Linked DNA regions of Mus musculus: all the other regions are linked to region 7. The links are chromatin contacts, called in public ChIA-PET, Hi-C, HiChIP or PLAC-seq and Micro-C maps. All regions are on one chromosome and are shown on one strand. Each heading gives the region's core, a stretch centred on a gene start, on an enhancer-like site or on the middle of the called end of the contact. The rest is flanking DNA. Distances are from core to core; before and after follow the strand shown.

Region 1 (3,183 bases), core at 218-2,717, 560 kb after region 7:
CCATTTGCACACCACGGCATTTCAGCCCGGGCTCCTGCAAAACCTGGGGTTTGGTCATATTGTGTAAACACGCATGTGTGTCTGGTGTGTCAGGGAGAGGTGGGAAGCATAAGGGGTGGGACTCGCCAAAAGCAGCTATTTAAAACAATCCCTTTCTCTCCCATTCATTCTCTCTAGCTTCAGTGTCTGGCGTGGTCCTTAGATGCTGGCTGGCTTTTCATTAAGACAACTGACAAAGCTCTTAGAACTTCCCATGGTGTTATTTTTTTTTCCACACACTTTAAAAAGAACATCAAAATCATTCAATATATGTTTTGTATCTTTTTTTTTAAAGAAAGAAAATCATTGGCCTATTTCCTCATGCCAAAGACCCCCTAGGTATCAGGCTAAATATGCTCCTTTGTTATATGTCCAAAAATATCGCCACCACATGGTATTGGAAAAACTGGAAAATAAATTATTCGTATTCCAAGAATGTCACAGCTATTATCGTTAATTTGTTTTACCTCAGCGAGTCCGATTTCACACTCTTCTCACTGAGTCCTACATGCTTCGCCCTTTCTCCCAGAACACTCCATTAATAAATCTAAAGGGCTGAAAAGAGGCCGCCAAGCGCCCTTCATGCACAATGGTACTCCCGGAGCCTGAGACATCTCCAACCACGGGAAAGTTAACGATCCAGCAAGATGCCCACCCTAAATCGCCCCGGAAAGAGAGGTGACAGAGGGGCAGCGGGAGCGCAACCTCTCCTTTCCCCACCTCCAGAGAAAGGGAGGGCATGACAAGAGAGCTGAGTAGGAAGGTGGGCGAGTGGGAGCGACCGAAATGGGTGCTGAGGGGGTGGGCGTAATGGGAAGGTGGAGAGCACGGGGAAGGTGGGGAGCTCAGCCCGGGGTTCAAGAGCGAGGCGGGGTTCGAGAGTGAGGCGGACGCGGCGGCCGGGGCTCAGGGCGCGAGGGGGCCGGTCCTCACCGTTGAACGCCCCTGCTTCCGCGGCCTCCTCCTCCTCGCCGTTCTCGGAGTCGGAGCGCATGGGCTCCTCGGCGAAGTTGACACCCTTACTGGGGATGCCGCCCCCGGCGGCTGCGCCCGCGTCCCCCCAGGTCCTGCCCTCATGGCCGAAGCGCGCGGCGCCCTTGCGCTCGTTCTCCTGCTGCAGCCGCGTGAAGTGCTGCAGCGCGAACTCCAGCAGGTCGGCGGGCTGGTGCCTCAGCACCTCCACCGTGAAGCCCTGCAGCAGCTCCGTGAGCCCCGCGGGGATCTCGATGCTCATCCTGCCCGTGCACGCCGAGGCGCCTGGACGCCGCCCTCGCCCCCTATCCGCGGTCCGGTCTCGGGCTGCGCGGCTCCCGAGCGAGCGCCCCGGGCGCTACCGGCTGCGAGCGCGGCGCACTGGGCCCCCGGCGAGGCTGCTCCGTGCGGCGGCAGCAGCAGAGCGAGCACAGCCCGGGGAGGGTTGGCAGCATCTCCAGCTCCTCCCGCTCCTGCTCCCGCCGCCGCTGCGCCGCCCCCCGCCCGGCGCCCCGCCTCCGCCCGCGCGCCCACGTGATCCCCGGAAACCATGGCAACCCGGCGGGCGGGAGCACTGCCGCCTCTCAAGTGGCCCCAGGGTGGAGGCAGCCTGAGCCTGGGGCGTGGGGCTGAGGCCGCGCGCTCCACCTGAGCTCCCTGAGCGAATCCCACGCACCTTTCTCCCTGTCCCACGCAGAGTTGGTGCGGCGCAATTCCTGCTGAAACTTCAGCCTCCACCTTGGTGGCTTTTCCTTTTCCTAGAATCCAACCCCAAGAGAAACGTGCGTGGTGTCTTTTGTTAGTCGCACAGCCCTACTGGTTCTCTTCTGGATAAAAGAGATGCTGCCACTTGTCTGTCACAAAATTTTCTTTAATTCCGCCTTTTAGCCTCGTGGCTGTGATGGTTTGCCTTACAGATGCTCTGCCACACTCTGCTTAGTACATTTCCTACTGGTTACTGAGACAAAGGCCGCATTTATTGTGTAGCACTTAACAAAGTTAGTTGATCCTTCAAGACAGGATACAGGGTAGTCAGGGCAGCTGGACAGACAACTAAGGGTGTGTTACCTGATTAGCCTCTTGTTGCTTATTTTTAAAACCTTTCCTGACACTTTGCGTCACTTCAATTAAATCTCCAAAATTTGAATATAGCAATAAAAAGGAAAAGAGAACTACACATTTGTGCTTTTTAAAGAAAACCCTTGTCTTTAAAACGAGCCTATTCTGAGAATTTTGAAACAGAAAAATTTATCTTTTGCCAAATTAAACGCTGTATAAATATGCATACTTTATTTTCTACGATGCCCATTTCATTGTAAAGCAGTCCAAGTGCAAACTCACTTGAGTTTTATTTTATTCTTAAGTTTTATTTATTTATTGAGTTTTATTTTATTTCCTTAGTTGTTCTCACTTACCTTTCTGCCCACACATAAGGAAAATATGTGACTCACGAAACCCAAAACCTAGAAATCAAAAATATCATTTCGTTTTATTTTTTAAAAATTGCTTCTTACCCATTTGTTTACAATGTTTATTTATCTTTTTTTTTCATAAGGGAATTCATTTCTCAAGTTCAGTTTCTTAACCTCATAATAATAATACTGGTGTGTGTTTTTTTTAAAATAACATACTTCTAAATTGTAATTGTGTGGTGTATAAGAAATAAACTCAGAAAAATGTGGTCTTCACATGAGGCCATATGGAACACAGTATTAGTCAAGTTCTCTACCGAAATGTTTTGCAGATCCAATAATCTAAGATGTATTTCTATCATGTTTCTCCCTACTGCTCAGCAGAAAATGCAAAGAATACTAGTTAAGATGGGATTTTATCGTTGCGGTCCTCAATGTCGATCAAGAATCCTCGCTCATTCAAGCTCATTGCTGTGTAATTCTGGCTTTGTGGCTCCTCCACCTCCAGTCATTTCCTCTAAGTCAGCTAACAGGAAAGTGGGGAAGAGAAAGGAGCCTCCTTCCGGCAGCAAACACTCATCTTTTCTTTTGGCTACAACTTCTGACCACATACATTTTATTTTCTGAAAGTGAGTAATGGTACCTCCCAGCCCATGTGCTCTTCCACAGAACAACTTTACCATTCCTAAGCCCGGAGTGCAACGCAAGGGGGATTGTGACTGCTTTGGCCAGTGGTGCATTTAGAAGTCACTCTAGCCCT
Region 2 (3,608 bases), core at 424-2,923, 670 kb after region 7:
CCGCCTGAGACATCTAGTCCCAGCAAGACTAATCTTCTACTGAGACCCAACCAGGCAGTCCAGGTAGGGGAAGGGTACCCAATGGCAGGCAACAAAGTCAGAGACAGCCCCCATTTCGATTGTTAAGTAACCCACATGAAGACCAAGCTGCACATCTGCTCCAAATGTGTAGGGGGCCTAGGTACAGCCCCTGCATTCTCTTCGGCTGGTGAGGCAGTCACCGTGAGCCCCCAATGGGCCCAGGTTAGTTGACTCTGTAGGTCTTCTTGTGGTGTCCTTGACCCGTCTGGCTTGCTCAATTCTATCTCACACTCTTTCACAAGGTTTCTTTACCTCTGCCTGATGTTTGGCTGTGGGTCTCTGCATCTGTTTCCATCAGTTGCTGGAGGAAGCCTCTCAGGAGACACTTATACTAGGCTCCTGTCTGCAACCATAACAGAATATCATTAATAGCATCAGGGGCTGGCTCTCTCCCATGGGATGGGTCTCAAGTTGGGACAGACATTGGTTGGTCATTCCCTCAATCTCTGCTCTATCTTTATTCCTGCACATTTTGTAAGTAGGACAAATTTTGGGTTGAAGAAGGTTTTGTGGGTGGGTTGATGTCCCCTTCCCTCCACTGGAAGTCCTGCCTGGATACAAGAAGTGGCCACTTCAGTCTCCATATCTACCACTGATAGAAATCACAGCTAGGATCACCTCAATAGATTCCTCAGAGCTTCCTCCATCCAAGATCTCCAGCCAGTTCCAGAGATGCTCCTCATCGATTTCTGTTCTCACTACAAGCCCTCTCCTTCACCCCCTCCCCACATCTGAACCTCACCCCTGTTCCCCTCCTCACACCCTCTCTCACCCAGTTCCTTCTCTCCATTCACTACCCATGACTATTTTGTTTCTGCTTCTAAGGGCCTCCTTGTTACTTAGTTTCTTTGGGTCAACATGAGAATATCAAGATCCATTCACTTGCCTGCAAATTTCATGATGTCTTTGCTTTTAATAGCTGAATAGTATTCCATTGTGTAAATGTACCACATTTGCTTTATCCATTCTTCAGTTGAGGGGATCAGGTTGTTTTTAGTTTCTGGCTATTATGAATAACGCTGCTATGATCATAGTGGAGCACATACCCTTGTGCTGTAGTGGGGCATCTTTAGAGTATATGCCCAGGAGTGGTATAGCTGGGTCTTAGAGTAGAACTATTCCAAAGTTTCTGAAAAACTGCCAAATTGATTTCCAGAGTGGTTGTACAAATTTGCACTTCCACCAGCAATGGAGGAGTGTTCCTCCTTGTTCCACATCCTTGTCAGCATCTGCTGTCACTTGAGTTTTTGACCTTAGCCACTCTGACTGATGTAAGATGGAGTCTCAGAGTCGTTTGATTTGCATTTCCCTGATGGCTAAGGATGTTGAATATTTCTTAAGTGCTTCTTGGCCATTAAAGGTTCCTCTGTTAAGAATTCAGAATCTTTTAAATTTCTGGAGGTTTAAGGCGCCAAGCCTATTTACTTACTGAAAGCCGGCAAATGTGTCCATTCACGTTGAGCAATTAGTACCTGAGGAAGGAGTTGCTCTTAAAGTGAGAGGCTGTTTTCTCTGGTGTCTAGAACTGTGAAACTGTGGACTGAGCACAGCTGGGGTGAGAACGGGGTGGGGTGGGGGTAGTCAAGGGTTTGGTACTTCTTTGTGGCTATGAGACTTCCTCAGGGGAAGCCCTTTGTAGCCACAGGGCTGGTAGCTTAACAGAACAAGTGCTTTGTGATGGTGCAGAGGAAAGGTGGTGTGTGTGTGTGTGTGTGTGTGTGTGTGCAGTGGGGACTTGTGTAGACTTACCTACCAAACACATCAGGTTGCAGAAAGCACTGTTCAACCATAAACCTTGCAATGGTCGGAAATGGTGGGTGGCTTTCTGCCAGACAATAGGAAGCTATTTTAATTCTAAAGTAAAACTAGAAGATTCTGGGGTCGATTGCCAGGCGATTGTTCCTCTGCTGAGAGGCACATGGTGCTTGCTGCTCCACACTGCAAAGTGGCCTTGCATCCCTTGATAGGCCACAGGCCCCCTGACTCAGAACCACACCGAGCCCCGCTTAGGGGATAATTCCTACTAAAGCAGCAGGCAGCAAGATTTACTCAGTTGTGTTAATGAGCAAATGCTTAGAAAAGAATCTGACATTAACAAGGAGTGAAAACAGGCTGTTTGCACCTCCTCAGGGGACTTCAGATGCGAGCTGGAAAGCCCAGCAGGACCACACAGGCAGCACCAGGTCTGCAGTTGGGAAGAGCTGCAGCAAGCAGGACTCTCCTGACTGACTTAGTGGCAGGTGGCACCTTCTTCAAAGCACTGCTATTGTTGAACAGAGATCAAGGCCAGTTTTAGCAGTGACTGATCACCATCAGGTAGGGATAAGGCTGAAGATTTCAAGGTCCCTGTTTTCAAATCCCAACTTCCAACAATAGCTTTGAAGCCACTGCTTGATAATAAGGCCTTCAAATTTAGTCCCTCTGCCGCCCTTTGAGCTTTTAGTGCAGCATGATCTACGTTAAGAGACAAAGAGACGATTGTCATTTGGAATGCATCTTTTTTCCCCAGAAAATGAAAATATTAATTTCTCCTGGTTAAGAAACTCGAAACGTCCCCAAATCCAAATGAAAAAAAGTTAATGCACAGAAAAAACTATCACTATTAATAGTATAAGCTATAGCTCCCAGACACTCAGGAGGCTGAGGCAGAAAGATCCCAAGCTCAAGGTCTGCCTGGGTTACAGTGTGAGTTCAAGGCAAGCCCCTGTAACTTAGGGCTATATAGTGAAATAAAAATAAAAATAAAAATAAAAATGGCTGAAGATACAGCTTATTGGTAGTGTTTGTCTTCCATGTGTAAGGCCTTAGATTCAATTCCCTAGTACAAAAAAACAAAAACAAACACCAGTGTGAGTATATATATATATATATATATATATATATATACTCCCAAACTTTTTATGTATGCACATACTTACCACCACTTACATTTTTAAATTGATTTTTGAGACAGAGTATCTAGCATAGGCTGGCCTCAAACTCCTTAAGTATTAGAGAATAACCTAGAATGTCCTCCTGCCCTTAACTTTCACGTTGGGATTAGAGGTGTGCACCATCATATCTAGTTTATTCAGGGCAAGTGGTTGAAGCCTCACTTGTGTGCACTCTAGGCAAGCACTATCAATTAGAGCCACATCCCCAGCTCTTAATTCAATGGCACTTAGCTAATTGATCTCCTGTAGAGAGACTTTAAGGGCTGTTTGCAAATTTTAGTTATTATAAAGAAGTATGGTGACTATTTTTATTCTCTTTTATTATTATTATTATTTTAGTGTGTGTGTGTGTGCGCACGTGCACATGTGTAGACTAGAGTCTACACATCAGGTATCCTTTATTACTCTTCATCTTAATTTTTTTAGGCCAGGCCTTTTACAACCTGAAGCTTACAGATCTGCAGCAGGCAAAGGGGCCTGGTGCACACAGAGAAGCACTGGAGAAGCCAGGAAAGTTAAACGCACTGCTCACCTCTTCAATGGAATGAAGTGCACAACTGTTTCTTCCTAGAGTGCCAGGAATGATGGAGTTTT
Region 3 (3,456 bases), core at 552-3,051, 710 kb after region 7:
GGCTCAAAATGGCAACTGTTTGTAAGTACCCTGAAACTCACAGATGCATAAGACAGTACAGTGGAGGGCAAAGGCTGAGTCCCTAAGGTGCGGTGTGAGACCCTGAACATCACTTTGAGAACAAGCCAATGCCGATGCATTTCCTCTGTTCAGTCTCACACTTCTCTAACCTAGACACCCAATCTTGCTTCATCTTCTCTATTTTCAAACTGTCTGAACCCAGTCTCCCTAGTCAACTTCCTGTCTTCTTTCTTTTCATTTTTTCTTTCTATATAAGAAAGCTAGTCATTCCATTCATAAAACTCAAGTGTAGTAAAACTGGTGAAGATTGTAATCAAAGCCGTGTCCCCACACATACCATTTTGGTCATGGAATGCAGAGCATTCCAGCTATCACTGCTATATTAGGGCAGGGGGAGGTGCTAACATACATGGACTTTACCAATATGAACTTTTAGGTAATTTTAACTGAGCCAGTTGGTTTGGCCTGCCTCTGCTTTAGAGGGGACACAGTAGAAGACGTGATTCCTGCCCTCCCATGACCCGAAACAATAATTCAGTTTCCTTATGTCCTAATATTTTCATCTCCATAGCAGGAATTTACAAATTTGTTCCCATCATATTACCTATATTTAGGTATTTGCCCTCTACAAGGTATTTAAGCATAACTATGAACCCATCAACTAATGACTGAAATGCTCAGAGTTCCAAAACTAAAAAATAATCCATAAAAATGATTCATAAAAATTTTGATTTTAATATTTAACATTGCTACATTGGTACTACATTATATTCTAAACCACATTCAAATATTGAAACAAAATATTTCAGAAAATATCATTTACTCTCTAATTGATGTTAATGAGATCCATAATTAGTTTTTCCTGAAGAACAGTGGAGTGTTAATTATATACCCCAAAGGAGATCTTGATTAAAAGCTATAAAAGACAAGTTACATTGGATCTCAACTTATGTACAATTCTTGGGTTAAACTATTTTAAAAGTCAATTCTCCCTCCTTTTAAAATATAATGAAGCTATACTTAGTAAATAAATGAAACCAACTGTCCCAAACAACTGTTGCTTGGTAGCTTAAAGCATTCACTTTGGTCTTTTGGTATAGTATAGAATAACCAACAAAGAAAAGAACCATAAACTATTTTGATACTGACATGAACTTAAAATAAAACATGTCCAAATTTAAGCATACAAATATAACTCAGTTATCTGCCTCAGTGACAGCAGGAACTCACGCTATATAGCACGATACAAGGTACAGAAGAGAAAAGGCTGACCAAATACTCACTGGGTTTCCTCATGGCTGGGACTAAGTAGCTTTGTCCTCTTACAAAAACACTGTCTGGACAGAATTCCCAAGCAAGCACTTGGTCGACTCTGGAGCCTGTCCGTCACGGGCTCTGTGGCCGCCCCTTTCCGCACAAACAAAAACAGAAAGAACTAGTGCACCTGCAAGCCCTTGCTGGACGGAACTTTGTGGATGTACACAGTCTAAGCGCGCCGAGACAAGGAAACTCAGACGCTCGGGGGTTGGCTCAGCTTGAACCGGCAATGGATCCAGACAAAAAGATTCTAGCTGAGAAGGAAGGTGTTACTGTTCCAAGTCATACCAAGCAAAGAGCAAACAACAGAAAGCAGTCGTACCTGAGGCAGCCCTGGAGGTGATGCGGAGGAGGATCATTTGTTTACTTTAGGAAAAAAAAAAAAAAAACGAATCTAGACCTACCCGGGGCACCTCGTCTCTTCCTCTTTTCTGGGGCTCCCTTCATATCCAGATGCAGAGGAAGTGTTGCAGTTACCAGGAAGGAAGTTTTAACCAAGTTGATTATACATGTGATTGCTCATTTTAAAAGTGTCAGAAATGCATTTCCTGCTGAAGCACACACAGAGCAGAGCGGAACAGAGAACGGTGTTTGCCTTACTATTTCTCTCACTCTTTGAATTAACTCTTCAAAGATTGTGAGAGACTCAGACAAACCAAAAATATACCCAAGGCATAAACAAATGAAGCGTGTGTGTAGCTAGCAATAAGTAGAAGAAAGGGCTGCGTAGCCACAGTATTGGATTGCTTGTAGTGAAATCTATTTCCCTTTGAGAATTCGAATAAGCCCTAGTGTGTGTGTGTGTGTGTGTGTGTGTGTGTGTGTGTTGTAACTGTGGACTGTTGGGCTCAGTCTGGATGCTTGCAAGAGCAAAGCCTGGGAACTCACTTCCTTACATTGGTGAGACCTCCCCCTGCCTCCCTTCTAGACCATTCAAGTCTCAAAATATCACAAACTGAAAGTCCTGCAGCATGCAATGTGTGTGCCTGTTGCTGATATGCTGAGTGTGTGTGTGTGTGTGTGTGTGTGTGTGTGTGAAAATGAATTAGTCAGACAAAACAGGAGGACATTGCTCTCCTGGCGACATTAGGGAGCTAGAAACTGCCTGCTCCAGGCAGGTAATCACTGAGAGATGGCTTCCAGTTTCCACAGGCTTGGAGAACAGGGAGGAGGCAGGCTCTGAATTCTTCTTAAAGCAGTCCTATATTTTCCAAGTAACCTCAATTCCTTCTACAACCCTAAGCATAGCCAGTCGTCCCCTGTTCCAGGGGTCTCTATACCAGGGCTTATTCTCCCCCACTAGGCTGTCAAGGATTCCAGCTGGAACAGCAAGAAGGATAGAGGAGCCTCACACAGCCCTCCGAAGCACAGCCTCATGAGTTTCTTTGAGCTTCGTGGATATTGAGATAGAGTCTCTGACCTGTTCTATTTCCTCTCACACAGTCCTTGTGATGGTTCGTACAGATTGTAAACGTGACAGGATCTGGAATCTAAGAGACAAATCTCTGTGCATCCCTATAAGCCTGTCTCTAGACTGGCTTAGGTGAAGTATATAAAGGTCCACTCTAAACATGGGAGCTGCAGTTCTGGATGGGAGAAAGCCAGAGAACGGCAGGCCCTGTTCATCTGCTTCCTGATGGCAGATGCAATGTTAGCAGCTGCTCTATGATCCTGCCGGCATGACTTTCCTGCCACGATGCACTGTACCCTCAAATTGGGAACCAAAATAACTCCCGTTCTGCCTTAAATTGCTTCTGTTGGATGCTTTGTCACAGCAACAAGGAAAACAGTACATAAAAGATAAAGTCCTTTGGGTCTTAGCTTTAAAATAGTGGTTTAAGAGTCAATAGCAGTGGTCAAGTCTTGATTCAAAGGCTGCTGAATTTCAGATATGTAAAGGGGGTATTTCAGCTTTCCAAAGCATATTTCTATGTAAGCATACTTCCTTGAGAGGTTGGTATCTTTACAAGTCTCAGGGTAGCTTGAATTGTTTAGGGGGGAAGACTTACCAAGTTATGCTTCACTCAGTGTGTGTGTGTGTGTGTGTGTGTGTGTTTGGGGGGGCCCTGACAGCAGGTGAAGTGAGTAGGGCTCTTCAGAGGGGACGCTGACCTGAGG
Region 4 (3,564 bases), core at 976-3,475, 880 kb after region 7:
TCAAAGTCTCTAGTGACTTTATTTGGCTCAGATTAATTCGTAATGTAGATGCATGGTACATATTTATGTGGCAAGATCCAAAGAGTTTATAGTTAACATGGAAGGGTGAGCATGGCAACATGTGAACTTAGACTGTGTTCTAATTTATTCTTTTCTCTCATGATGAAGCCCTCCCTCCATAGTCTTCTAGCTTACGGTGAGATTGCCTGGGTCCATCTACACAGAAATTGATATTCTATTGTATTCTGACAGAAATTATTCAAATTTCACATTATGTGTTCTCAGAATTACCAAGAGAACTAGCTATGAATACAGTGGTTGCAACGTAATTCCTTCATGAGGAGACAGGAAGCTAGTGATTGTCTATGTAATCTTGTTCTGAGAGGAAGTATGCTTTTCTAGGAAAACGATTTTCTCTTTATAAGGCTGCCATCATTTTGGTACATGGAAAACTGATTCATGGTCACCGTTTTTATTTTTGCCATCAGCCTACTGTGTAGAGTGTGCACTTTAGTATAGGAAAGCAAGTTTCTCTCTTTTATTCTTTTTTTTTTTTTAGCTTTTATTAAAACTAAATAAAATGTTATATGGTTCAAACAAAATATTATCCGTGTCCAGTACAGGACAGATTAAAATTTCCTAGTTGTGGGTGAGAAGTACGATCAGGGGTATACAGCTATGTCTTTTGGTCATGCCACTGAACATGCATAAAGCATTTCTATTTAGTTAGCACAACACAGTGTGGAAGAACCAGCAGTGAAATATAAAGATCTCTAGATTAGGGACATAAAGCTCTATAGCAGCAACCCTGCTGTTAGCAAGCTGTCTTAATAAACTCCTGTGGGTCTAAACTGCCCTCATCTGTGCGACAAGAAGACTGAACCAGGTGTGTCTCAGCTCAAATATTTAAAGGAACTATTTTAACTGTATGCAGATCACAAAAATTTGGCATTGCATTCATTGTGTGCTGCAAAATAAGATACTTACTGAAGAAAATTCTAGCACCAGGACATAGATTTAAAAAAAAAAAACCTTATTTTACAGAAATCTTAGGGGCTGGAGGGTATAGATCACTAGTAGGGTGCAGTCTTCATATGTGTGAAGCTCTGGGTTCTATCCCCAGCAAGGGGAATAATGAAGTTTAAAGGACTTCAAAGAAAATTGCAATATAAATGCAAAATATATAATTACCTTGTTCTAAGCAATTTCAGTGCTGCACTCCATTTCAAACAGGCAGTGCTATTTCATACATCCATTTGGTATGCATTCAACGCCTATTATGTGAATAGGCAGCGAGTTGAGAGTGAATAGAGGAATTGACAAAAAGGATGTCTACTACTGTCTTCCCAAATACAAAAGGTGATTCATTCTTAAGGATGTATTCTTCTCAAAGAATCTTATTGATTACGTGGAATACTACATCAAGGATAGAGATGGTGCTGCGAATGGCAATTTAATACCAACTGAAATGTGGAATAGCACTCTGATTTAAAAAAAATGTTTTCTTTCAGCAGAACAGCTTTGCTGCCATTGCTGTTTGTCCAACTTGAGCAGACTTTTTAGTTCATACAGTATTAACTCTTTTCTTTCCCAGTGACCTGTACCTCCTAAATGTGCCAAGATGGTTCCATTGCCCAGAAGGAAGCTGTCATCAATGCCTGAACTTTTAGTTTTCTTAAAAGATGGGGTCAAGAGAGGCAAAGCATATGAAGATGCCAAAGCAGGATTTGAGACTTTAGAAGGGATTCATGAAATGCCCATCCCTTCTAGTTTATACCCAACTCTCTCAGCTGTTATACTATCAAGTCTTGGGGTTCTCTCTCATTATTCAGACTGGTAGACTTCCCCAGCTCAACCCACAGCTGAACACAATCACCCACGACACCCCCAAACATGGCACTCACACCCACCCACTTCCTTCTCTTGACAGGGCAACCCTCATGGATCCACCCAATGGTTGACTGGCCTTCCAGGGCCTCACCATCACCCACCACAGCCACCATGTTCCACGAACTGGCCTCTCCCCCATCAGTCCCCGCCCCTCACTCGGAGAGCACCCAATGGGAGGAGCTGAGGCCGTGGGAGGCGGGGACTAAGGCGGGCCCATTTAAAGAAAGGCTGAGGGCGAAAGGAGGCAAGAGAAGAGAAGAAAGAGAAGCCAGGGGAGGGGGCGGGCGCCGTCCAATGACAAAGCCCCGGGGTGGGCGCCCGCCGCTGCCGCCATCTTTAGCCCGGCCACAGGACAACCAGCGCGTCCTCCGCCCCGAGGGGGAGGGGCGGCGAGGCGAGAAAAGTAGCGAGCGGCGCCGGGCGGAAGGCGCCAGCACAGGCTAGCAGCGCCGGGCGGAAGGCGCCAGCACAGGCGAGCGCCGCCGAGCCGGGCGCGGACAGGGACGGCGGGCGGTCCCGAGCGGCCTCTGATGCGACGCGGCGTGAAGAGGCGGCGGCGCCGGCCCCGGGCTGCCTGGGGCGGCGGCTACGGAGCGGAAGGAGGGGCCGGGCTGGAGGCGCTGGAGGAGAAGGTGGTGTACTCGCGGTCGCAACTGTCGCTGGCCGGAAGCACGGAGGCGCTGGGCGACGCCTTCAAGCTCTTCATGCCCAGCAGCACGGAGTTCATGAGCTCGGAAGCGGAGCTCTGGAGCTTCCTCTGCAGCCTCAAGCACCAGTTCTCCCCGCACATCCTGCGCAGCAAGGACGTCTACGGCTACTCCTCGTGCCGGGCACTGGTGCCCGACCCCCCGGCGCCCGACAGCCGCCCCGCGCGCCGGCCGCGCCCGCGCGCAACGCCCAGGAGGAGGCGCCGTGGAGCTCGGGCTGCCGCGGACACCCGTAGGCCGCGCCCCGCCGCTGCGGCCGCGGAGCCCGGGCCTCCCGCATCCAGCTTCGGGGGCCGCACCCTGGAGGAGATCTGGAGGGCGGCCACCCCGACGCTGACCAGCTTCCCGACCATCCGCGTCGGCGACGACGTGTGGGGCGAGCGCAGCCTGGCGGTGGCGCGGCGCAGGGCGAGCCAAGTGCTGCGAGTGGACCTGGACCCGGTGGTGAGGCTGCGCCGCTTCCCGGTGCACCGGCTGTGATGCGCGCTGCGGCGCCTCCTGCCGGCCGCCGCCCGGGGAAGCTTCCGCGCGCTGGAACGGACTTATGTCAATGTCAGTCGAATGTTTACAGAACCGGCCCCCTTTGGTGCACTTTATGCGCGAACTAGGCCCCTGGATGCGGTGCGGCGCCGCGGTCCAGGATCGGGACAGGTGCGGCCCCCACGCCCGCGGCCAGACGGGACGGCCGGACCCGCGACAGAAGTCCCTTTGCTTCCCAACCCGGATGGAGACGTCTCCAGAACCTGGAGGGACACGTGCGTTTTCTCCCTCTCGGACTCTACCTCACCGGTCTGGAAGACCTCCGAAGACTTACAAATTTTTTTCTCCAAAGGAATTTTGTTTTCGTGCTTGTGTAATACAGCCAGAATTTTACTTGCTCCTGATTCCCCTTCTGTTTTCTTTTTGACTGTCAGCCCCACTTTCTGGACAGAAGATCGACTATGTTTCCTGGTGAAGTGCTGGTGTA
Region 5 (3,679 bases), core at 477-2,976, 640 kb after region 7:
GGGAGCTTACGTTCTACAGCCGTCTCCAATCAGCCAGGGATTTGATGGGCAAGTTAGCTGGGTTCTGTATTTCTAATCAGAACAACGTGATTAATATAACTAAATAATAATAATAAATGTATTCATAAAAAGGGTGAAGTAAAAAACATGTGATGATCTTAAGCGCCCCTCTTAGCCCCCTCTTTTTTCAAGATAGGATTTCTCCTGTATAGCCCTGGCTGTCCAGGACTCACTCTGTAGACCAGGCTGGCCTCAAACTCAGAAATCTGCCTGTTCCTGTCTCCTGAGTGCTGGGATTAAAGGTGTACACCACTTCTGCCTGCTTTTTCTTTTTCTTTTTCTTTTTCTTTTTCTTTTTCTTTTTCTTTTTCTTTTTCTTTTTCTTTTTCTTTTTCTTTTTCTTTTTCTTTTTCTTTTTCTTCTTCCTTTTCTTTTTCTTTTTCTTTTTCTTTTTCTTTTTCTTCTTCCTTTTCTTTTTCTTTTTCTTTTTTTCCCTCTCTCTTTCTTTTTCTTTTTCTTTTTCTCTTTCTTTTTTTCTTTGTAAAATTTGAGAACTTCATACATGATGCTGTATTTACACTCCCCACCCCTGTCTTAGTCAGCATTCTATTACTGCAGGGAGAACCATGACCAAGGCAACTCTTCAAGGCAAGCATTTAACGGGGGCTGGCTTACAGTTTCAGAGGTTTTGCCCATCATCACCGTGGAAGGAATCATGGCTGCATTCAGCAGTCACAGTGCTGGGGAAAGAGCTGGGAGTTCTACATTTGAATCTGCAGGCAGCAGGAAGACAGAGACACTGGGCCTGGTTTGTGTTTCTGAAATCTTAAAGCCCAACCCCTAGTGACACACTTCCTCCAATAAGGCTACATACTCTCCGAGGCTGCAATTCCTATCTCTCCCAGATAGTTGTCACTCCCTGATGACTAAGTAAATATATGAGCCTATGCTGACCATTCTTATTCAAACCACTGCACCTCCATTGTCTTCTTTCCATGCCCTCTCAAAAGCATGATCTTTTCTTCTGTAATGTTTTATACACATTATTTACATATATGTGTATATGTTTATATATGTATACATGCATGCACCTGAGTAAGTTCATTTAGTATTGCTCAGATGTGTTTGGGGCTGACCACTTGGGCCAGCCTATCGAGGGACTCATCCCTGGAAAACACTGATTCCCTCAAAAGCCATTAATTGCCTGTAGCTCTTCATCCAGTGGTCTTATGAGATCTCCCCATCGCACTGGCAGGTAAACTGATGTGGTCATTGCGCATGTCTTGTTTAGGACATGTTTGCTGGGGCAAAGGGCAAGTAGACGCCTTGGGCAGCTACCTGAGTAGGTGGAGAAGGAACAAAGACAGAATGAGGTTTCCTCTGAGATGCCACCTAATGGCCCAGATGCCATTATGCCTACTTCTGCGAGCTTCCAGAGAGCCCCACAAAGCTCCAGAAGGGCCTAGACTAGCGCAGACTCCTCCTTCCCGACCATCCTCGTTAGCTAAGGAGCACGGGAAAGAAGGTGCATCTGTCCTTTGTGCTGGGCTGCCGCAAGGTGGATTGTTTCCAGGATGCTGCACCAGGCCGGTTTTCCAGGGAGTGATGTAATCTATAGGGAAGCGGGGAGCCCAGCAATTCAGCAGGGGGAAGTGGGCTGGGCTCCCAGAACCTATAAGGCTGTTGCTGAGCAGGGCTCTGAGGGAAGAGAGGAAGAAAAGCATGGGCAGGCCACAGCTGGGGTACAGCTTGGCTTGCTGCAAAGAAGGAAGAAAGCTGTGTGCTCGGGGTGGGAGGGGTGTGGGTGGAGGTGAGGAAAACCAAGGCCAGGCCTGGCGCTCGCTCATCCAATACGAACACGTACGTGTTCTTGAGGGAAGGGGACATAATTGTCCAGCTGAACATCAGATACTTGATCTTTCCCTCATTTGTGGCATTATATTTGACTCTTAGAACCTCACAGGGTAAGAGGAACTGGTATTATCAAAAACACATTCTATAAAGAAGATCCACAGAAGTCAGACATTTGGGTCTGACTTTGCCCGGCACAAGCAAGAGTTAAACCCGTGGGTGATGACTTGGGGGCCATTTGGTGTTGGCACACATTTCATGTTTGCTTCTGTATGCTGCTGTGGAGTTGACATCAGGCCTCTGGACTGACTTTCCTTTACCCAGCCCCCAGACAGACTCACTGTGTGAGCACTTTGTGGCTTGGCTCCTATGGTGAGCCTGGGTGCTGGCTCCTGCTTCCTCTCTGCGCCTTGTGTATATTTAATCATGTTGACGGAATTTACTTTAGTCCAAATTCAGGCTCTTAGCCATTTTCTTCTCTTTGACTCTTCCCTATTTATGCAAACTCAGACCAAGAGCTTTGTCTTTTTCCGACCTTGATACACAGCCCACCACTCCCCTGTAACCCTCATAGTCGCAGGAGTTGAAAAGCTCCCCACTCCCTTTGAGGGGTCTCTGGCATTTTGAGTTCCTTTCCCCTTCTAAGCTGGATATTTGCTTGAGCCCACCTCTCCCCGTTTCCAGTTTTTCCAAGGTTTGCTGCTGGCCTGACTAGACACTTCCCCTGCTCATGTCGTCTGACAATTTCCTGCTGCTGGAAAACTGTCCTCATTTCATTATTTCAGCCAGAAGTTATGGTAACCTTTTTTTTTTTTTTCCTTTTCTTTTCTTCTGGATATAAAGGAGAACCAGGGGCAGGTATTCATAATGTTCAGACTCATAATGTTTTGACCCATAGGAATGGGGTCAAGGCTAGGCAGGGCTCACTGCTCAACACAACACTCAACTTCAAGGCACTACCATGTCTACAGGGAATCTTCTGGCATGTGGTCATCCTAACAGTGGCTGGAAGAGAGTGAGGACTTGACTCCTCCCCCCTTTTACAGAGGAGGAAAAACGGGACCATGGATTCCACATTTGTCCTTGAGCAATGATACCAAATTTTTTCATTAAAAAAAATTCCCCATTGGGTTAGAATCTACGGTAAAAGTTCAAATTAGAGCTGAAATCGACCTTGAGTCTGGCTCTGAGTACAATCTACATCTTAATGAATTCACTTTGGTCCAAGGGCTGACAAGTCCTTCTCTCTGAAATCTCACAGGCTCACTCTTGTCTGTGTTCCAGTGCCAAGCGGATGCCGATGGCTGGATGTACCTTACCTAAACTCATAAAGCATGTATTCTAAAGATTTATTCCATTTGTATTTATGTGTATGCGTGCCACGTGAGTGTGGGTGCCCGAGGAGGCCGGTAGAGGGCCTTGGGTCCTCTGGAGCTGGAGTTGTTATAGGTGGTTGTGACCCTCTGGACCTGGGTGATGGGAACTGAACTCAGTCTTTTGGAAAAGTAGCAAGCACTCATCACCACTTAGCCATCTCCCTAGGCCCCCAAGACGTGTAGTTTAAGACATTAGATTGCAGTCATATTGTATAGGTCTCAGAGCTGGCAGCTTTCCTTGTCTTATGTCTTGGCTTAACTTTACTCTTAGAGGGCAAACCTACTTTTTTTCTTATGGGACATGTCACCACCATTTCCATACGCCAGCTGTGGGGCCAAGGGACACCTGGTCATTCTCAGTGAAGCTTTGTTTCCCCATCTTCTTCCCTCCAGCCAGCTTCCTGTTTTGGGACTCTCATCTGTCTAGTGAGAAGGCAGATGCTACCCCTCAC
Region 6 (3,397 bases), core at 421-2,920, 790 kb after region 7:
GAAATAATGATAGCACTAGAATATAGATACTGACACACACACACACACACACACACACACACCTGGAAAGATACACAAAAATGCCAGTAGGACTTATCTTTAAATCAGTACATTAAGTAACTATACTTGCTCCACTTTTCTGTATTGTGGGATTTTGGGAACTCTGTTTTTAGAAATAGCGATTGGGACTTTTAGAGGCTGCCAGTCAAAAACAGAATAAAATTCATGAAGTCCTGGTGCTTGGAGATGGGAGGATGCAGAGCCAGAACCCTGGGAAGGCAGGGGATGAGACTAGCAAGAGCAATACCTCTAACCTCATTAGTCTGATTGATAACAGTACTAATTTCAGTATAAATATCCTCACCTTTGGGTCCCACACTAGTAATGGAGGAGTTGAGCAGCCTGGCTGGAAACAGCCCCTCCCACACTCATCTGATGACACCGCTGGTGGGAAAGTTCTAGGAAGGTTGGATTCTCTCTGCAGCATACCAGACTTGAGCTCAGCCTTTAAACTGGCCCCTTGGTTATGTGGAGCACAGCTCTGAAGAAGAGGCAGAGATGGGAGGTGAGTGTGGAAGAGGCAGGAGGCAGCTGCACCTCTGGCCTCATCACATGGACAGAATGACTGCTCTGGATTATCTTGAAGGTAGGGGTGGGTGTCCATTTTATTATTTTATTTCATCTATGGGTGTTTGCCAGAAAGCGTCAGTGCACCATGTGCATGAAGCTCCTTCAGAGGCCAGAAGTGTGAGCTGGGAATTGAACCCAGGTCCTCTGGAGGAGAAGCCAGTGCTCTTTATCAGTGAGCCTCTTCAGCCCCCATCTTATTTCTATTAGGAAGCAATTAGTGATTGACCTTTCTTCTCACAACCCTGCTTCTAGATTTCAGCACCTTGGGGCTCTGCTGCAGACAAGGTTGTCTGTGCTTAGGAAGTTGAACCGGGCACTTGTTTTGTCATATGACTAAAAGGACTTAAGGGGAGAAGAGTTAAGTTTAGTTTACAGTTTCAGGGTTCAGTCCTTCATGACAAGGGAGTCATCTGGCCACATCCCATTAACAGAAAGAAGGAAGAGGGAGAGAGGGAGGAGGGAGGCAGTCATGGAGGTAAAGAGGCAGGGAGGGAGAGAGGGGGTTGGGTAGGTCTAGGATCCTAGCCTATAGATGGGAACTGCCCACGATTAAGGTGACTCTTCACACCTCAGTAAACCTAAATCTATTTAATTCCTCACAGGTGTACCTGGAGGCTTGATTTTACATCTTGTCAAGTTGACAGCATTAACTACCACAGTTGGGGTGAGAACGCTGTTAGGAGCAGACAGATGAAAACGAGGCGATGACAAGGTCCACCTTTCCATCCCTGCAAAGGCAGTCTGCTCCAAACACGATTCTCCCTCTCCTGATTTCATTTTGATTGTGTCCAGTTCCTGGCCACATTCTCATCATGTTTATCTTTGCAGTTGCCTTTTGTTTAAATGGACCGAACTGGAAAGTCAGGCTGTGCCCTTCAAAACTATAAAAGTCAGGAAAAGAAGAGTTTTCTCCCTGCATTACAGTCCCTGGGGTGGACATTTTATTGTGTGTCCCTTGACATGGGGTAAGTCAGCATTCCCCAGGGGCTGGTAGTTTCTTCCGTGTAGCTAAAGGATAAGAAACCATAGCTGTGGTTGCAGAGCAACAGTGAGAGAAGGCTATGAGGGTGTGATCACCTACAGAGAAGAGACCACAGGAGGAAGTGTGTGGCTGACTTCTGCAGTTTTGTAGTTCAAGTCTAGAATAACTTTGCTTTTTAAAATAAAAGCCTTGTAGAGCTGGGGAGATGGCATTGGCTTGTTCTTCCAATCCAGTTTCAGGTCACAGCATCCACATGACTACCTGTAATGGTCTTCTGTACCAGGGGATTTGGCATCCTCTTCTGGCCTCCTGGGCACAAGGGATGCAGGTGATGAACTTAAATACATGTAAACAGAACACTCATACACTTAATAAATAAATCTTTAAAAGAAAAGCTTTGCATCTTTAACACATAGATAACATTAAAAGCTTTATTGAGTCAGTACCTGCTAGTTTTAACTCTTTCGTTCTGTTATTCTTTAAAATAATATTTTTGTTAATTATTGGAGAAATCCACACAATGTATTTTAATCATACTCACACCCCTCTCCTAACTCCTCCAAGATCCTCCCCCATATTTCTACCCACCACACTTCATGTTCTCCTTGCCCCCATGTGAGTCTAGTTTGTGTTGGCTGACTGACTACGCCTGAGAGTGGGGTCTGCCATGAAGTGTGGTCAACATACCAGGTGTTACACCATTAAAGAAAACCTATTTCCCCTCTCCAGTAGCAATTAAATACCAATAGCTCCTGACTAGTGTTGAAACATCATGCCTATCTCCTCTTCTCTGTACTGGGATTTTTCTGACTTAACTTGTACATTGCTGAGTGGGTATTTGCCCTATTGTGTCTGGAGAACACTGGCTTTTTTGAAGCTACCCACCATCTTTTAGCTCTTAGCATCTTTTCTCCCCTGTTCCACTTACATCCCTAAGCTTTGAGTGGGCTGGGCACTCTTAAGTCTCTATTCTATGAACATTGGCCAGAGGTGGTCTCCATGAATTGCCATCACTGCAAGAAACTCTTCTGGTGAGAGCTGAGAGATGCTCTGGTCTATGGGGAGAGCAGTAAGTCAGTAGGAATCAGTTTATTGTTATGTCTATTTAGAAGAAAAAGAGTAGTAGGTTTCCCTCTCTTAAGCTGCAGGTTCATGGCTTCATTAAAAAGGTCAGGTATGGGTTCCATCTGCTAGAGCTGGCTTTATATTCAATAAAAAGTGACAGGTTACTCTGGTGACACTGTTGCACCAGTGGGCATGTCGTTCCAGGCCCTTATCAGAGCTCTGAGCATTTATAGCTGGGTAGGATTGATTATTGCTTTTCTCTTTAGTAGAGTGCATAACACCTTCTAAGGACCATGAATAGCTTTGTTAATTTTTTTAAAGGGGGAAGCATAGATGAATTGAAAAACATCTATCTATCTATCTATCTATCTATCTATCTATCTATCTATCATCTATCTATCTATCTATCTATCATCTATCTATCTATCTGCGAGGATATTAGAAACTTTTTTTTTTGTTTAGATACATTTTATGTCAAGTATGAATATTTTTACATATAAATGTGTTTTTTCCCCTAATTACTATTTTGGGTTTTAGTAAATTCATTATCACTGAATGATGGGAGAGGCCAAGATGTTTTTGCAGTTTAGAAATAGAATTCTATAGAACAGCTGTGTTTCCTTGATAGGAACAGTAGATCATTTGTGGGCTGGGCTGGGCTGGCAAAAAACAACCAAGTTCTGAATTAGTAAAGCTTATATTTCTCCTGCTGAGCAGAGA
Region 7 (3,476 bases), core at 49-2,548:
TTGGTCCTCTCTATACCTTCCTACCATTCCAAAAACACCTTTCCCTGGCACTCTGAAACTTCCTACTCCATGGGCATTCATTTCTCTCTCTTTTCTTTTCTTTTCTTTTTTTTTTTTTTTTGGTTTTTCGAGACAGGGTTTCTCTGTGTAGTCCTGGCTGTCCTGGAACTCACTCTGTAGACCAGGCTTGCCTCAAACTTAGAAATTCGCCTGCCTCTGCCTCCCAAGTGCTGAGATCAAAGGCGTGCGCCACCACTGCCCGGCAAGCACCTGTTTCTAAAAGTTCTCACCACAAATTGTAAACAGCTGTTAAAGAAGAAACCAATCTGCTTGTCTCCTTTGACAGAATGAAAACTCGAAGACAAGAACGTAGTCTTATTGTTTACCATTCCACCATTCTATCTCCAAGCCTACAAGTATCTGCATGCAATTATATAACTTAGTGTTTGAAGACTGGGCGCACTCAGTCAATTCCTAAAGAAAAAGCCTTTCCTCCTGCTTGGCGATAAAACTGTCTGAAGCACTCAAAGCCAAGTGCTAAAACTAAAACCAAGAAAACGAAGCCAGCAGAAATGAGGTTTGAAGCTACTCGTAATATGCGATGTCCCCAAAAGATGCGAAAGGACCACGGCCGAAGGACCGGGCATGCTTTGAGTTCCGGTAGAAAAGATGCTCCGCTTATAACTTCGAAAACTATATCCGACTCTCTTCTCTAACCACTAGTCCGCGAAAAGCCAACAAGACAATAACCACAGGCGGTGACCACTGCAGCAGCCGCCCGAAGCCGAGAGGCAGCAGGAAGTCTCCAACCCACTCTCGCCCAGAGTCCGGACGCTTCTCCAATTCCGAGAGTGGAAAACGCCCGCCTATTTCCCCAGCAAAAGTGCAAAGCAACCGGAATGAGAACAAAAACAAAAACAAAACTGGGACCCTCCCTTTCCAACAAGTCTGCGCGGAGGAGGGTCCCGAAACGAGCTCAGCGGCACCAAAGGAGCCGTGCTGCCGGTCTCCAGGATGGAGGCACCGCTCCGGAGGGTAGGCCGGGAAGCAGCAGACTCAGCCCGGGACCGGGTCTGAGCTTGCTTCCTCTCCGCCACGTCCCGGCGCAGTGGGGCGAGCATAGCCCCTTGTGCCTGCTGGGCGACCAGTCCCACACGAGCCACGGGGGCAAGAAACTAGGACCCCCGCTGCCTCCGCCTCCTTACCAGTGTGATCCATGATTCGGCTCGCGGGGCACAGTGGGAACGGAAGTCAGTCGCTCCGGAGTCGCAGTAAGCGCCTGCGCCCTACCTTCCGGAGCGCAGAGGCGGAAGTGCGCCCGAACTGCTCTCACGGGCTTCCCTCCCTAGCCGTAGCACCCGACTCCGGCGAAGGAGTCAGACATAGCCAGGACTGAGGCGGGAAGAGGGGGAACACGAGGGTTTTGGTGTCGAGGCTGCTAGTTCTCCCCAGAGGCAGCCCTCAGCTGTAGGAATGATACTTCTCGCAGTGAGAAAGCAATAGGAACCAAAGGGAAGCGCGGCAGGCAGGTAAGCCGCCGCCCGCCCCCCTGCGGCGCGAGGCCTTCTGGGATTTGTAGTCCGCCCAGAGCGCAGTCTCAGCCGTTGGGCTGGTCCCACCCCAGCGGGCGGAGTAACGGTTTGGAATGCCCCCCGGATCCGCCGCCGGGTGTAGAGAAGTGTAAACACGCACGCTCCGTGGGTGCCCGAGGGAAGCTGTGTTAGGCGTCCGGGAGGGAGGCAAGGTCCTCATTGTCTAATTGTGCTTTGTCCTGAGGAACCCCAACGCCCACTCGACACGCGCGTTTGCCCTGGCTCCCACCGTAGTTTCTCAACTGAATCGCGTGTTACAATGCTAACTAGCCCATGGCTCTAGAGAACACCACCAGGCTCCTGGAATCCCTGCTAAAGCTGGAGGGAGCACCAGGAGGTCCCCGTTCAACGAAAATACAAAGCAGTTGTGTGCAAAGGGGGTGAAGGAGGGAAGATAGGGACCGATGGAGTCGGAGGGAGAGCGTTAGAGCTTGACTAGAAGGAAGAGATGAGAAAGGGCAGGCCCCGACTGAAGAAAAGAGAGTTACCACAACAGGCGGTACCTAGTTCCAGTTCTTGGTCCCTGGGGTCTGTGGTTGCCGCTTTCATCTTGCTCAGCCAAAACAAAGAAGAGTGTCAACGGCGACTGCTGAAGACCTTCAGAGCACCCCCCACCTCGATTTGGCTCATAATAGGTCTTCTGCCTTCCCCAGCCCTTCACACTTGAAGCTCTCGTATGAGTAGAAAGGAACACAATTAGTGGAAAACATCAGCCTAGGAGTCAAGGGATTTGGGCTCTATGCTTGTCCCTTGGTGACGACATCGTTACCTTGGGTTGTTCACGCTTTCAGTGCCAGAGTTCCTAGATCAATAAAACATTATTATGTTGGCCTTTCTTAAAAATATTTTCACAGTACTCAATTCTGAATCAAGTATGTGTAGCAATGTGTTGTGTGCGTTGCACAGTAACAACGGTGACTAACACTGCAGTGATCCTAGTGTAAGTATACCATGTTATTTAGTGATTGTCTTAATTGTGGTCTTTTCCAAGACTCCCACTCATTGCGGCTTTACAAACAAGGTTGTAGGTACACTCAAATAAGGACATTTCTAAGTCGATATCCTTTTGGTTTTGTTGTTGTTAAAAATGTAAGTTTCTGTACTACGGGGTGTTTTTCATAATTTTTCAGTTGCTGGAATTAGTCGGGTGGGGTTGGGTACTGGTATGTCTCTCAATCTAGGGCTGATGCGCTGGGCTATTTAACCACTGTCTGCTACAGAAGGAACTGGGACAAATGGCTAAGTGTGGTGCGTACTTGCTGGCCTCCAGGAGGCTTCCTCAGTATCACAATATCATAAGTACCAGTGGCTCCTCTCAGCCCCGTGGACCCTACACTTCAGCTCATGGGCTTCCCTCCCCCCCCCCCCCAGGCTTTGCTTTTCTGTATAACCCTGGCATTTGTCTTTCCCTCGTCTCTTTCCCTCCCTCCTTCCCTTCTTCCCCTCCCCTCTCTCATTCTCATTTTCCTCTCTTGTCCCTATTTCCTCTCGTGGCTGGGTCCAAACCTCTGGCCATGTTTGGTCTACTACTTCCTCTTCCTGCTCAGGGCTCACGCAGATGCCTCTGGCTGTGCTCCCCCTCATAGCTACAATGAAAACCTTACCCTCAGCCATACCCTGGAGAGGTCGTGCTTCACTTTATACATCTGGTGCTGAAAGCCTCTGGTTATACAACACCTTAGATTGCCTAAGAGCTGGCTTTTACCCAGGAAGTACTTGATAGCCACCACCCCCATCAAACTGGAGATTGATTAAAAAAATAGGTTAATGATAGTAATACTAATGACTATTAATACTAGAGAACTGGGATTTAAAAGAACTTTCAAATTGTTTTACAAACTTTTACAGTTTTCTCAGTATTTTGTGGTATATTGTTAGAAAATT

The links. Hi-C and Micro-C count contacts between places; a contact is called where the count stands out from the background. ChIA-PET counts read pairs in DNA pulled down with a chosen protein or histone mark. HiChIP or PLAC-seq counts read pairs in DNA pulled down with a chosen protein or histone mark.
Region 1: a Micro-C map of embryonic stem cells shows a contact between it and region 7, with 5 times the contacts expected there. The contact joins the promoter of Prkar2b here to the promoter of Cbll1 in region 7. A contact is called at or near these places in 8 of 39 promoter capture datasets (the 3T3-L1 cell line, embryonic stem cells, frontonasal cranial neural crest and 3 more), 4 of 484 Hi-C or Micro-C datasets (embryonic stem cells, olfactory sensory neurons and uterus) and 1 of 115 datasets of contacts at active chromatin or transcription factors (embryonic stem cells).
Region 2: an RNA polymerase II ChIA-PET map of memory CD8 T cells shows a contact between it and region 7, with 9 read pairs. The contact joins the enhancer-like site here to the promoter of Cbll1 in region 7. A contact is called at or near these places in 3 of 39 promoter capture datasets (the 3T3-L1 cell line, pre-B cells and second pharyngeal arch cranial neural crest) and 3 of 115 datasets of contacts at active chromatin or transcription factors (effector CD8 T cells, large pre-B cells and memory CD8 T cells).
Region 3: a contact with region 7 is called in an H3K4me3 HiChIP or PLAC-seq map of pro-B cells, with 4 times the contacts expected there. The contact joins the promoter of Pik3cg here to the promoter of Cbll1 in region 7. A contact is called at or near these places in 2 of 39 promoter capture datasets (embryonic stem cells and pre-B cells), 2 of 484 Hi-C or Micro-C datasets (CD4 T cells and granulocyte-monocyte progenitors), 7 of 115 datasets of contacts at active chromatin or transcription factors (T-cell acute lymphoblastic leukemia, double positive thymocytes, effector CD8 T cells and 4 more) and 1 of 9 other capture datasets (liver).
Region 4: a contact with region 7 is called in a Hi-C map of natural killer cells, with 19 times the contacts expected there. The contact joins the promoter of Ccdc71l here to the promoter of Cbll1 in region 7. A contact is called at or near these places in 3 of 39 promoter capture datasets (hippocampal neurons, liver and pre-B cells), 9 of 484 Hi-C or Micro-C datasets (CD4 T cells, CD8 T cells, the G1E-ER4 cell line and 4 more), 4 of 115 datasets of contacts at active chromatin or transcription factors (astrocytes, memory CD8 T cells, pancreatic cancer cells and 1 more) and 2 of 9 other capture datasets (adipose tissue and liver).
Region 5: a Hi-C map of the G1E-ER4 cell line shows a contact between it and region 7, with 2.8 times the contacts expected there. The contact joins the enhancer-like site here to the promoter of Cbll1 in region 7. A contact is called at or near these places in 2 of 39 promoter capture datasets (the 3T3-L1 cell line and hippocampal neurons), 2 of 484 Hi-C or Micro-C datasets (the G1E-ER4 cell line and the N1E-115 cell line) and 1 of 115 datasets of contacts at active chromatin or transcription factors (astrocytes).
Region 6: a contact with region 7 is called in an H3K4me3 HiChIP or PLAC-seq map of pro-B cells, with 9 times the contacts expected there. The contact joins the enhancer-like site here to the promoter of Cbll1 in region 7. A contact is called at or near these places in 3 of 39 promoter capture datasets (embryonic stem cells, neutrophils and pre-B cells), 3 of 115 datasets of contacts at active chromatin or transcription factors (large pre-B cells, microglia and pro-B cells) and 2 of 9 other capture datasets (adipose tissue and liver).

The regions. Positions count from the first base shown.
Region 1 is chr12:32,059,810-32,062,992 of GRCm38.p6, forward strand. It overlaps Prkar2b (protein kinase, cAMP dependent regulatory, type II beta), which reads right to left and starts at 1,468. Exons shown (of 11, transcript NM_011158.4): 1 at 973-1,468. The coding sequence starts at 1,273. Gm51992 (a long non-coding RNA gene) reads right to left here. Exons shown (of 3, transcript XR_003950224.1): 2 at 3,104-3,183; 3 at 2,410-2,474.
Region 2 is chr12:32,167,223-32,170,830 of GRCm38.p6, forward strand. No RefSeq gene overlaps it. Among named protein-coding and RNA genes, the nearest start is that of Gm40374, 26 kb to the left of the region's middle. Within about 2 kb of position 1,674, at least 68 of the 459 cell types and tissues checked have an H3K27ac peak or open chromatin away from gene starts, as enhancers often do. A contact at or near this core is called in effector CD8 T cells and memory CD8 T cells, where this site is marked.
Region 3 is chr12:32,206,858-32,210,313 of GRCm38.p6, forward strand. It overlaps Pik3cg (phosphatidylinositol-4,5-bisphosphate 3-kinase catalytic subunit gamma), which reads right to left and starts at 1,802. Exons shown (of 11, transcript NM_001146200.2): 1 at 1,661-1,802.
Region 4 is chr12:32,376,564-32,380,127 of GRCm38.p6, forward strand. Ccdc71l (coiled-coil domain containing 71 like) reads left to right here and starts at 2,226. Exons shown (of 1, transcript NM_001162903.1): 1 at 2,226-3,564. The coding sequence starts at 2,421. The coding sequence ends at 3,077.
Region 5 is chr12:32,136,840-32,140,518 of GRCm38.p6, forward strand. No RefSeq gene overlaps it. Among named protein-coding and RNA genes, the nearest start is that of Gm40374, 4.7 kb to the right of the region's middle. Within about 2 kb of position 1,727, at least 36 of the 459 cell types and tissues checked have an H3K27ac peak or open chromatin away from gene starts, as enhancers often do. A contact at or near this core is called in the G1E-ER4 cell line, where this site is marked.
Region 6 is chr12:32,283,566-32,286,962 of GRCm38.p6, forward strand. No RefSeq gene overlaps it. Among named protein-coding and RNA genes, the nearest start is that of Gm33308, 39 kb to the left of the region's middle. Within about 2 kb of position 1,671, at least 31 of the 459 cell types and tissues checked have an H3K27ac peak or open chromatin away from gene starts, as enhancers often do. A contact at or near this core is called in pro-B cells, where this site is marked.
Region 7 is chr12:31,498,318-31,501,793 of GRCm38.p6, forward strand. Cbll1 (Casitas B-lineage lymphoma-like 1) reads right to left here and starts at 1,299. Exons shown (of 6, transcript NM_001253847.1): 1 at 1,206-1,299. The coding sequence starts at 1,218. It overlaps Gm40362 (a long non-coding RNA gene), which reads left to right and starts at 1,303. Exons shown (of 2, transcript XR_872643.3): 1 at 1,303-1,529.